3 separate regions of the Anser cygnoides genome follow, and regions 2 and 3 are each linked to region 1. The links are chromatin contacts, called in public Hi-C maps. All regions are on one chromosome and are shown on one strand. The core of a region is the stretch at or near the end of the contact, and the rest is flanking DNA. Distances in the headings are between cores, read along the strand shown. Region 1 holds the start of MGARP (mitochondria localized glutamic acid rich protein). Region 2 holds the start of MAML3 (mastermind like transcriptional coactivator 3). Region 3 overlaps MAML3 (mastermind like transcriptional coactivator 3).

Region 1 (3,571 bases), core at 298-2,797:
TAGTCGCAAGAAGAGGCAAGGTGTTAGAGACAGATGCTTTACTCTGTCTTTGGACACATTCATTTCACATGGCTTTAAACAGGTTTCCCACTGAGAATCACTGTAGCTATGCACATCAAAATAACAGTAAAATAGGCAAGCACTATATTTTGTCTGATTAATTCTCTTGGACTGATTTTTATGTTAAACTGCTTTAACTATGTGCTATGACAACCACATTTTATTGACAGAGTTTACATCCTGACCCTATTTTTTAAACGCAGAACACGCCTGAAACCACATCAGCTCAGAAAGCACAGATAGCTCCACTGCCAATCACTTACATAAAATAAACCACCAAAAGCAGCAACGCCAGCAAGGAGATAGTAAATCATGTTCTCTCCAGAAGAGCCAGGAACACTCCCAGATGACATCTGGCGAAGCGGTGCTAGAAAAAACGTTATTGATAGCGATGTAAAATTACTGCTAAAATAGGATCATAAAATAGAATTTTGCAGTCTGAGCTTTAGATGGGAAGGGACCATCAAAAGATCTGTAGCAAAACGGGGGGATGTAGCTTAGCAATGTTTAGTACAACTGGCTAAAATGGGGTGTGGTGCCTAACATGAATGGGGTACACAGCTGAGATCTTCCTAAGAGCGTAAGATTTTCTGTGAACTGTTGTCTGCCTACATCAGCTTCCAGGTACTGGATGTCAGCTAAATAGACATGCTCAGCCTAAGAATTAAAAGAATTAATCTGGCGTTATTCCGTCTTGCTGCAGTCACGATCAGCAGCGGTAACAAACTCCCTTCGGTGTAACAGCAGTGCACTTTAAGAAAAAGCCGTTTCCTTTCGATCCACGTTGTTTCGTTGCAAATAGGCTGCTGACCTTTAGATGCATACCCGTAACCGCGAGCGTTGGCCAACAGGGCAGGGAGGCAGGATTACACAACCTGATCACCGATCGGGCGCTCATCGCACCAGAAAGGCAGGGTTAGTCATCGATTTTCGTTCGTCATTCCTCCAGCTTCGCTGCGTGCTGCAGCCTGGAGATGCTTCAGCACAGCTCAAAACCCGGCCCCCCGACCAAACGCTGTCTGAGGACCGAGCCGTCAGCCGCGTTCTGCGCCTTCATCCCGCACGAGAACCCCCGCAGCGCGCCCAGAACGCGCTCGGCAGCCTCAGGAACAGCCGCAGCCGCCATCACACGCCGGGTTACGGATAGCATCACCTGCCTCGACGCGCTCCTCGGCCGCCCCGGCGGGGCACGGCGGGGCACAGCGGGGCGCCTCACGCCCTTCCCGCCCCCTCCCTCAGGCGGGGGAGCCGCCAACGGCCCCCACGGTCACCTCGCGCGCCCGCCGCACCTGTGTCCCCCCCCCCCCCCGAGCCGTACCGCGGTGCTGGAGGCGGCCCGCCGCCGAGGGAGCCCGGCTGAGGCGAGCGGCCAGCGCCTGCGAGGCGGCCCTGCACAGGTACATGGTGGCGGCGGCGGCGGCGGAGCGAGCACCGGGCGCTGCGGGAGCACCGGCACGCACCGCAGTCCCCCCGCCCCGCCCCGCCCCGCCCCGGGAGGCGGTCGGAGCAGCGAGGGCGGCCCCTTCGCCCGGCGCCCCGCCGGGGGAGCCGCGCCGTGTAACGCCAAGGGCGTTCGGGTCGGGCGCCCCAAAGGCGGGCTGAGGCGGGCCGGCAGCGCAGGAGGCCAGCCACAGCCCTCGGGTCCCGTTAGCCTGTAAAGCGTTTCAGGGTCACTCGCCCACACGGACAGCCGGCTGCCCCTTCTCCAAGCAGCCTTCAAGCTCCCCTCCTGACCACGCAGCGCTCGTCCCGCTGGCTGTCATCATCCCGCTGCCGTCCTCTGCCCTTGGTCGACCTTGGCTTATGGCAGGTGCAGGTGTGAGTCCCCAGGAGGCAGCACGCTGCCTCACAGACCATCACCAGAGGCGTGCTCTCTCTGCACCAGCACCGCAACACACAGCGCATGAAGGCCGGCACCTCCGCCAGCCAAGCTCGCTCCTGCCTCTCCTCCAGACATACCCAGAGCGCAGCGCTGCACGCACTCCCCCTCTGCTGCCCTTCAGAAATACTGTGAAATTGCATCACTGTCCCTTGAGCTGGTAACTACCGCACCTTCACGGAACACATCCTTGGTGAACAGCTGGGCACAGCTACCTGTGACAGGTCTCAAAGAGCTGGAAAGCAGAAAACTGCCTGTGCCCTTAAGAAAATATGTAATACCAGTTGGGAAAGGGTAAACTAATGAGCCGTAGGTCAGTTAAACAGTTCTGAGGACTGAACTTTCATCCTAACTTTCTGTAAGCACGAAGTACGTTTATCTTCCACGCCACATCAAAAGCAAAGCAAGGTTACTGCCAAGGAAATAATAGTAGTGATCAAACCCACAGAATTTAATGGTTGGTTATTTCTGATTTTTTTTGGTATTATATCCAATAATGCTTCATTTCTGTTCTACAGGAGGCGAAAAAAAAAAATCAGACCACAAAGAAATGAAGAACAATAGTCAGTACTCAAAGAACTACAAGATGTGTAACAAATTACAGCAGGTCTTCAAACCACTGGGTCAGCCTTTGAAAGTCTATCTAGCGAAAACTGAGCTGAAAGCTTTCCCTTTGGCATGTGAGGTAGAAAATGCATTTTCAGCATTTATACAAATAACTATTTTATTAGAATTCTGGTAAATGTCATTCTTATATTTGCTTATTTTGGAAATTCAGCCATGAAAATAATGGCAAGAGCACTCAATTTTTGAAATATTTGCTAAATTTCCTCTTAAATCACTCTTGAATTTGTAACGCAACCTCCAGAATAATAAAGACAGTTTGTGAAAATTATTTTCAAAACTGTGAAAAAGGTAAATGCTATATGAAAGCAGTTTATGAAAGACAGTAGAATGAAAACACATGGCAAGAAGAGTCTTCGTAAGTTTCTTCCACATTTTATCATTTATTTTATAATAATGCACATGAAATGTATGAACAGGTAAGTGTTTAGATACTTTGTACTTCTGCTGTGCTCATTTATCCACAGGACACAACCGATGATGATATTTCTTACCAAGCCTCTGGTCAACCTAAGAAAGGGGGAAAAAATTAGCACAAAGGAAATACACACAATGAAGTGGGTTAGAAAGGTCTCACAATGTACTATGTTTTTAGCTGGACAAAAATATTTATAGGAAAAATAAACTAATTCAGAAAATCTTGTAGTCCTGTGGTTAAGTGTTTCTTTCAAATAGCATGTTAATTGCTGAGGCCATGATCCCCAATAATGTTTTTATCTGGCAGAATCACAATTGTGTTTTTTAAGTCAATAAGGACAATTTGCTTAATAATGCAAATCCACAGGCACTGATTTTATATCGTTCTTATGAGTAACATACAATGACAGCTAAGAAAAATGTTTCCCACCATAGAACTGTTAAAAAAAAAAAAGGCAAAGAGAAGCTATTTCTAGTGACCTTGACCGTCTTGCCACTAAAAGCACTCTAAGGTATTCTCTTTGGCACCTAAATTTATTACAGACATTAGAAGGCATATTATTTTCAAAAGGTTTGCATGTCCAAGACAAA
Region 2 (3,571 bases), core at 344-2,843, 360 kb after region 1:
CCCCCCAAAAAAAAAATATAAAAACACAACAAAAAGTTTGCTCGCTCCATGCAAGTTGCGCGAACGCCCCCCCCCCCCCCCCCCCCCACACACGCTCCGTGCCCGAGGCCGAGCCTCCCTCCCCTCCGGTGGGGGGCCCGTGCCGCCCCCTGCCCTTACCATGATCAGCGTGTGGTTCCTCTGCTCCGCCGCGGCGGGCTCGGCATCCTGCTGCTGCTTGCCCTGCTGCTGCTGCTGCTGCTGCTGCTGCTGCTTGGCGCCCGTCTTCTTGGCCCTCTGCTCCAGCGTCCTCTGGTAGAGGCTCACCGTGTCCCTGCGCTCCAGCTCCAGCTGCTCCGCCTGGGCTTGCTGGTACCTGCTCTCGCAGCTGACATGGTGCCGCCGGCAGCCCTCGATGCGCTGCCGCAGCCGCTCCACCACCGTGCTGTGCTTGGGGACGCCGCCGCCGGCAGCATTGTTCCCGGGGGCGGCGGCGGGCGGGCCGTGGGGGGCGCCGCCGACCCCGAGAGCGGCCCCGCCGAGCCCGCCGCCCAGGTTATTGTTGATGCAGATGCCCCCGCCGTTGGAGGCGGCGGCGGGGGCCGCGAAATCCCCCATCGCCTGCCCCGCGCGCACTATTTTGGAAGAAGTTTGGAGCCTGCCCCCGGCGCGCACGCAGTCCCCTCCGGGGTCCCGGCGGGATACTTTTCAGAGGGCCGCCGGGGGGAGGAGGGGGCGCCGGCATGTAGCGGGCGAGCGGCGAGCCCCGGCGAGCGTCCCTCCTCGCCCCCAGCCAATCCCCCTCGAGGCTCTCCAAAACATGAAGCGGGGAGCGAGCGGCGGCGGGGGGGGAGAGGAGGAGGAGGAGGAGAGGGAGGAGGAGGAGGAGGAGGGAGGGAGAGAGGGAGGGAGGGAGGAAGGCGGCGAGCGGAGGTGCCGGGAGGTTATCGCCGGCGGCGCGGCCACCCGCACGGCCAGCTGTGCTGCTGCTGCTGCTCCTGCTGCCGCTGCCGGTGCTGCTGCTGCTGCTGCTGGGGCGGCCGCCCCCGGGCGCTACGGGGCCGCTGCCTGCCCCCCATCGCCCATCGCCGCGGGACCGCCTCCTGCCCCCGGACACCGCTCCGCCGCCGGGGAGCGAGCCGCATGCACGCGCGCGGGGACGCGGGGACGCGCGCCCCCCCCCACCCCCGGTTCTCCGCCGGGCACGCGCCGCGCGCCCCCCCGGCATGGAGCGGGGCGGGGGGGCCGGCGCCGGGGCTCCCCGCCTAGAGAAAAGTTTTGGGGCCGCCGCCGCGCCGCGCCCGCTGCCCGCCCGGCCGCATACCGGCGGGGGGGAGCCCGGCGAGCGCCCGCGGGGCCGGGGCCGGGGCCGGGGCCGGGGCCGGGGCCGGGGCCGGGGTCGGGGGGGGCAGCAGCAGCAGCGAGGCTCCGGGGCGCTGCCCCAGCGCCAAGCCCGTGCCGCGCCGCTCCGCTCTGCGCGCTGCTGCTGCTGCTGCTGCTCCTGCCGCCGCTCCTGCCACCATCACAATGATCGAGCGCCCTCCTCCTCCTCCTCCTCCTCCTCCCGCCGTGCCCGCGCAGCGCTAGCAGGACGGCGGCGGCTCCCCCGGGCCGGCGGGGAGGCAGACCCGGGGACGCGGTGCAAAACCCGGCGCGGAGCCGCCCGGCAGGAGCGGACGGCTCCCCCGGCACGGCTCCCCGCGGCCGGAGGGGGCCCGCACCCCCCGGAGGGCTCCCCCGGGCCGCGGGGCTCCTGCCCGCGGGGACGCCCCCCTCGTTCTCCTAAGGGGGATCGGGAACCGGGGAGCACGGGGCGCGGGGCGCTGCTCCGCAGCCGGCTTTGTCTGCTCCAGCCGCTCGGCGGGTGACATTTGCTTTTCGCCTCGTCCCCATCGCGGCGGCGACGGCACCGGCCGGCCGCACCTTGCGAGGCCCCCCCGGGACCAAGGGGCCTGCCTGCCCCCCTCTCCCCCCTTCCAACTTTCCTTCAGCAGCAGCCCGAGGAGCGTAGCTGCCGGCTGCTCCCGGCGCTCGCCCCTCGCTCAGCACGCGGGGAGCAGCCCCAGCTGTGCTCGGGGGGGGGCTGCGAGCCCTGCCTCGCTTGCGGGGGAACCTCTTCAGTCCTCCCTCCGGCCCCAAAACACCCCTGCGTTGCTCTCCTGCAGACAAACGCGCGTAAAAAGGCCGAATGCGAGGGCCGGCGGGGAGACCCGGGGGCTGTCCTGGTGGTTTTTGTGGAAGCGGAGTGCCGGCAGGCCAGCGCCTCGGCCGGCGCCGCTCAGGTTGAACTTCCCAGTACTTTTTTGGGCTCCTCCGCAGTGCCCCCTGCAGCCCGCAGCCGGCACGCAGACAGCTCGCTGCAGCGCTGCTCCGAGCCCAGCTCTGCCGGGACACCGAGACACGCCGGAGGGCTGCCGGTTATCCCCGTGCTGTTACTGCTACTTGTAGGGGCTGCTCCCTGGGGCATGTCCCAGCAGCTGTCTTGTTTTCCTCACGACTAACAATATGCATCGCTTCTCAGGCCACACGGAGTAACACATCCCAAACTTTCCGCGTTCCGCTTGGGCAGCGAGCACGACATGCTATATCAAGTGCATGCTGCATTGCTAGAGAATTAAATTCCAGCATACTCTGAATTTAGGCTTTTTTTTGTTGTTGTTAAGTCTCTCATCTACCTATTTTGCTTCCGCCAGGGGACGATGATTTGAGCAACAGGTTGGTAGTAACCAAAGCGCTTAATGTTTGAAGTCTTGCAAACAGATGCATCATCAGGTCTGTGAAAAACATCTGAATACGTTCTAAAAACGGTTGATTCTGATCAAAAGACACGTTTGAACTGGCTGAGGTTGAAACAAAGCCGAGCAAAATTGTAGCCCTCTGTTTCCCCATTCATGTTAAGAGCAAAAGTGGTGATACTTGCATTAGTCTACAGCGCAACCTTGTAGAAGACAGAGCACTATCCCTGTGTCTAAAGACAATCAACAGAATTAGCACTTCATAAAAACGTCCATTACCTGTGTCATTTTGCAGTCGTCATTCAGAACCCAGGAGCTACAAGTAATAATTTTCATCCAACAGGAGAGTTTTCTTTTTAAAACCAAGTCCTGAATGGCAATTGTAAAGCAGCATAATAGAGATGAGATTTCACAGTTCATTTTTGCGTTGCTTTTATTTTAAGGATACTTACACAAACAATTACCGGCTTCTGAAGAAACATGGCCAAAAACTGCTATTTAGGGAACTATTTAAATTCAATTTTTGCAAAGGACAACGTTTCTGCTAAGCCAGCGAGTCTGAATAAATACAAGCTGAAAAGAAAACGTCAGGTTGGAGCTTGGACAAGGCAAGGAGGAGAGAGACTTCAGTGCTGTTCTGCTACCGCCTGTCGTCATCCAAACAGATGTTCCTCGCAGCCTTGACCAAACAACTCTGTAATCAGACACAAGCACAGACTCACTCGTGATAGATGTGTGCACTTATATCCGTGACCATGGTCTTGTGAGCACTCACCTTTTTATGCAGTAGTTCACCTTGCACGTGGAAATATTTGCATTTGCTCTACGCTCTTTTCTTCCCGAGCATCAGCTTCAGA
Region 3 (3,571 bases), core at 418-2,917, 280 kb after region 1:
ATGCACATGCCAGATATTTTCCCCCAGAGATAAACAGAAGTGGCACATTTAAAGCAAAGGCAAGAAACACAAGGTTTCTGAAGTGGCAACAGCGACAGCAGCAGCAGCGATGGCAGCAGGTTAGCATTTGGCTAATTGAGCCATTCAGGTTAATGAGCTCCACAATCGTGAGGATCCACTGGAAGAAAAAAAAAATCATTTCTTTAACATCATAAGCATGGAGAGTCTGCTAACACAGGTTTCCAGAAGTCCTATTTGTATCAAAGAGGAACGAGAAGGACACAGGTGAGGGACTGAGGAGACCCCCTCCCCAAGGCAGCAGGGCTCGCCCAGGCACCTATTTGAGACGCCAAACTGGAACGCCGAAACAAGACCCTTCCCGACAGCAAATTGTGCAGGCTCTCCAGCTCCTTCCTTCCAGTGGAATAATTAACAATGCTGGCAAGTACATTATCATAAACTTCAGAGTTAACACCCCCACTGCAAAGAACAAAGGCAGTTCACATCTCTCCCGGAGCTCCTGCTGCAGACTGGGTGCAGACTCTGACAAGTTGCTCTGCGCCAATTTAGATTCCACGCACATTGGGAAGATTATGTTCATAACCACGAGCTAGGGAGCGCTTTTTAAACGATGCCGAAAAACACAGAAAGCAGCTTGCTGAAAACCTGCAAGCCAGCCCAGACCACCTCCTGGTTACGGCGTTGCTTTAGCTGTATTTAGGCAGAACTCAAACAAATCAGCATCATCACGCATGGCATCCTTTATCTCAAAGGACCCTACAGCGCTGCTAGACTGAGGCTGCATCCAGCACACACCTATTGCCAGGCAGCCTCTCCCTTGGTAGTCCTGCAAGTTGGAAAAAGCAGCACGCCTGTAAGAGTAGGTCCTGCACACCTACACAAAGAGTATTTCCACCTCGGACAGGCAGCCAGCAGTTGACAGCAGAGAGCAGGGCCTCAGCCCTGGGCACAGGTGAGGCCCTGGAGAAGGTGACGTGGCTGATACCTGCTCTGCACCAGGCACTTTCAAGACTGGAAATGCCGGCGGGTGTTGCAGCTCAAAAAGGACATGCAGGGAAAGTCTCTGTGGTCCCATGAGCTCACCTCAGGTCACTGGATCTTTCTAGTTTATAAACTCCATCTGGCTGGGGTCCCGCCTTAACGTAACCTTCGTATTTCTGCAGGTGTTGCACTTCTCCTCCGTGACCGGGGAGGTTTACAATAGAGGAGAGGTTTCTGTAAGGGGCTTGGTGATGGGACTTCTTTTTCTCACTGGTCTTCCCCATAGCCAGGACAAAATTTCTGGTTGAGGGGCTGGTGCTTGGTTCTTTCGGGATGGTTTGGCATGGTGGAGCGAGCAGATGCTTTGTATTTTTAGTGGGTTCTGCTGAGCGAGGCTGGATTGCTAATGGAAACCCAGGATACGTACAGCTTCAGAGAGACATGTTTCTCCACGTGCCAAGCTGAATAACACAGCAAACAGTTCAAGGTGCTTCACTAGAGATACTTGAAGTTCTTGCAGCTGTTTTAGTTTATTCTGCAAAGTTCTCTTTCAAGCAGCTGTCACAAACTCCATGAGTGTGAAAACAAAGGGCTGACATTTCCAGGAGGCAAGTGATGTCAAAGTGCAGCAACCTTATCCAAGAGGTAACAAAACAAAGGAAAATAATGCCATGCACTGGGAAAATGGATGGCCCGTACAGACGCCAACTGCACTGTAAAAATAAGACAAGACTCCAAACAACTCTAATCAGGCCACCCCTTACTTCTCCCCCTCCCAAATGCCTCTGGGTTTGGGCTCCAGAAGGAACAGTTGCACCTGGGGTTCTCAGTTTAACAGGGATTTAGTACATCCAGCCTCTCTGCAAGGCAACGTGCTCTGCTCAGCCAAAAAACGACCCTCAACCGTTTGGGAATCTTGGGTTTCTGCCTCTTTTACAGCAAAAAAAATAGTCCTCTCCCAGACAGCAGACCTGTTTTCACCTGACCTCTGTCAGCTAAAGATGCTGGCGCCAGCTTTGCGGAGCGTGCGTAACAGCGCTGGGTACGACCTGCCGTGTTTACTCCACGTTAAGTATTAACGAGGCCTGGGCTATCTCAGCCAAAGCCCTACTTCAACAGGCAAGATCTGCCCACAGAAGTGGCTTTCTACAAACACCAGCCCGGCCTCTGGGAAGAATAATGCATCCCAGGAACAGGGAAAGGGGGACAAAGGTATTTTCACAGTGCTTAGAAGAACCAAGCTGTAAAACAAAGGAGGAAAAAATAAATCGGTGTTTGTAGAAAACTCAGCTGTTTGTCAGTCACAGAATGCTTATTTCCATCTCCAAGAAATACAGAAGATTTCGCCTTTGGAGAGGACTTGTGGATTTCTCTCACAAATAACTAACAACTGCTTCTCAGCAGACAAAGGGAACAACGGTCCTCACTCGATTCTGCAGGGATTCATCTTTTCGGTTTCTTATACACAGTGGAAATGTAAATTTTGTTATCTGCTGCTACGGGGAAGGGAACCTGGTCAAAGTTGATTACGGCACATCCTCGGGATTCAAAACGTACCGTATCCCATGCCCGCCGTAATGAGTTTTATTTTAACTGCTTTTGGCGATTGCTTTAGTGGACGCTGGAACCGAATAACTAGCTCTGCAAGCAGAATGGAAGCAGCCACGCTGCTGCACAGCCAAGGTCTTGTCAGGGGGACTTGGACATCACCCATAAAGGAGGAGCGGAGTGGACACCTATTCTCCTTAATGGGTATTTTTTATAAAATCTAAAAAAACACACCACAGAGCCATTTTTTTCAGGTAGGCATGCTTCGTCAGGGGTATACAAAGGTGCCACAGTTGCAGGCAGGCGAGTCGTGCCTCAGCACCAAGGTGTTTCCCCTGGATAACACTACAATATCCTTGTGGCCAGACATCTGCCCCTAACATTTACATTTTCACCTTCCTGCCATTTAAAATGCTGTATTTTACCCTCCTTTCCCACCTATAACCTCTCACTGACAATTTTGGTCTGGGGGACATCAGGAAACCTATTCAGCTTGCTCTGAAGCCAAAAGAAGAAGGGATTTTCTTCCCAGCTTGAGGGAAACAAGTCACACTGTCTGCACTGACTGTACCCGATTAGTTGGACCTCAAATGCTGACCTGTCCCCAACAACCTCTTCTGGTAGGTACATGTACGCACATATATATATAAAATGTATATATATGCACGCCACAGAAGCAAAACCACATAGGAGAAAGTAAAAACTAGAGAACGAGAGAATGAAAGAACTGCTCATTATTACATTAGCAAACCTAAACTATTTATAAGCACCACATCTATCTATCACTTCAATTATATGTTTCTAAATGAGGCTGAAGCAAGATATCCATAATTATTACTGAAATGCCATTTTTACATTAGCCCAACAGTTGTGTGCGTTCTTCACAAAATGCAATAAGCAAACCACCAATTTATTATTTTCTGTAAATTACAGACAGAGAAATCAATCTAAATACCTTTTTTGCAACAGATTTGGTTTTTAACCCAGAATTCCTATTTCCTTCGAATAGCACGAGCATCCA

Evidence for each region. Hi-C and Micro-C count contacts between places; a contact is called where the count stands out from the background.
Region 2: a contact with region 1 is called in a Hi-C map of liver, with 2.5 times the contacts expected there. The contact joins the promoter of MAML3 here to the promoter of MGARP in region 1. A contact is called at or near these places in 2 of 7 Hi-C or Micro-C datasets (both in liver).
Region 3: a Hi-C map of liver shows a contact between it and region 1, with 5 times the contacts expected there. The contact joins the enhancer-like site here to the promoter of MGARP in region 1. A contact is called at or near these places in 2 of 7 Hi-C or Micro-C datasets (both in liver).

What each region holds. Positions count from the first base shown.
Region 1 is chr4:40,847,872-40,851,442 of Taihu_goose_T2T_genome, forward strand. MGARP (mitochondria localized glutamic acid rich protein) reads right to left here and starts at 1,548. Exons shown (of 7, transcript XR_010831459.1): 1 at 1,379-1,548; 2 at 324-427. It overlaps LOC136790815 (a long non-coding RNA gene), which reads left to right. Exons shown (of 5, transcript XR_010831479.1): 5 at 2,458-2,592. It overlaps NDUFC1 (NADH:ubiquinone oxidoreductase subunit C1), which reads right to left. Exons shown (of 4, transcript XM_066996699.1): 4 at 2,923-3,073. The coding sequence ends at 3,073.
Region 2 is chr4:41,206,353-41,209,923 of Taihu_goose_T2T_genome, forward strand. MAML3 (mastermind like transcriptional coactivator 3) reads right to left here and starts at 1,594. Exons shown (of 5, transcript XM_048074966.2): 1 at 160-1,594. The coding sequence starts at 597. It overlaps LOC106046692 (a long non-coding RNA gene), which reads right to left. Exons shown (of 5, transcript XR_010831471.1): 5 at 3,307-3,571.
Region 3 is chr4:41,130,479-41,134,049 of Taihu_goose_T2T_genome, forward strand. All of the region lies in intron 1 of MAML3 (mastermind like transcriptional coactivator 3), which reads right to left. Among named protein-coding and RNA genes, the nearest start is that of MAML3, 76 kb to the right of the region's middle. Within about 2 kb of position 1,668, at least 2 of the 3 cell types and tissues checked have open chromatin away from gene starts, as enhancers often do. A contact at or near this core is called in liver, where this site is marked.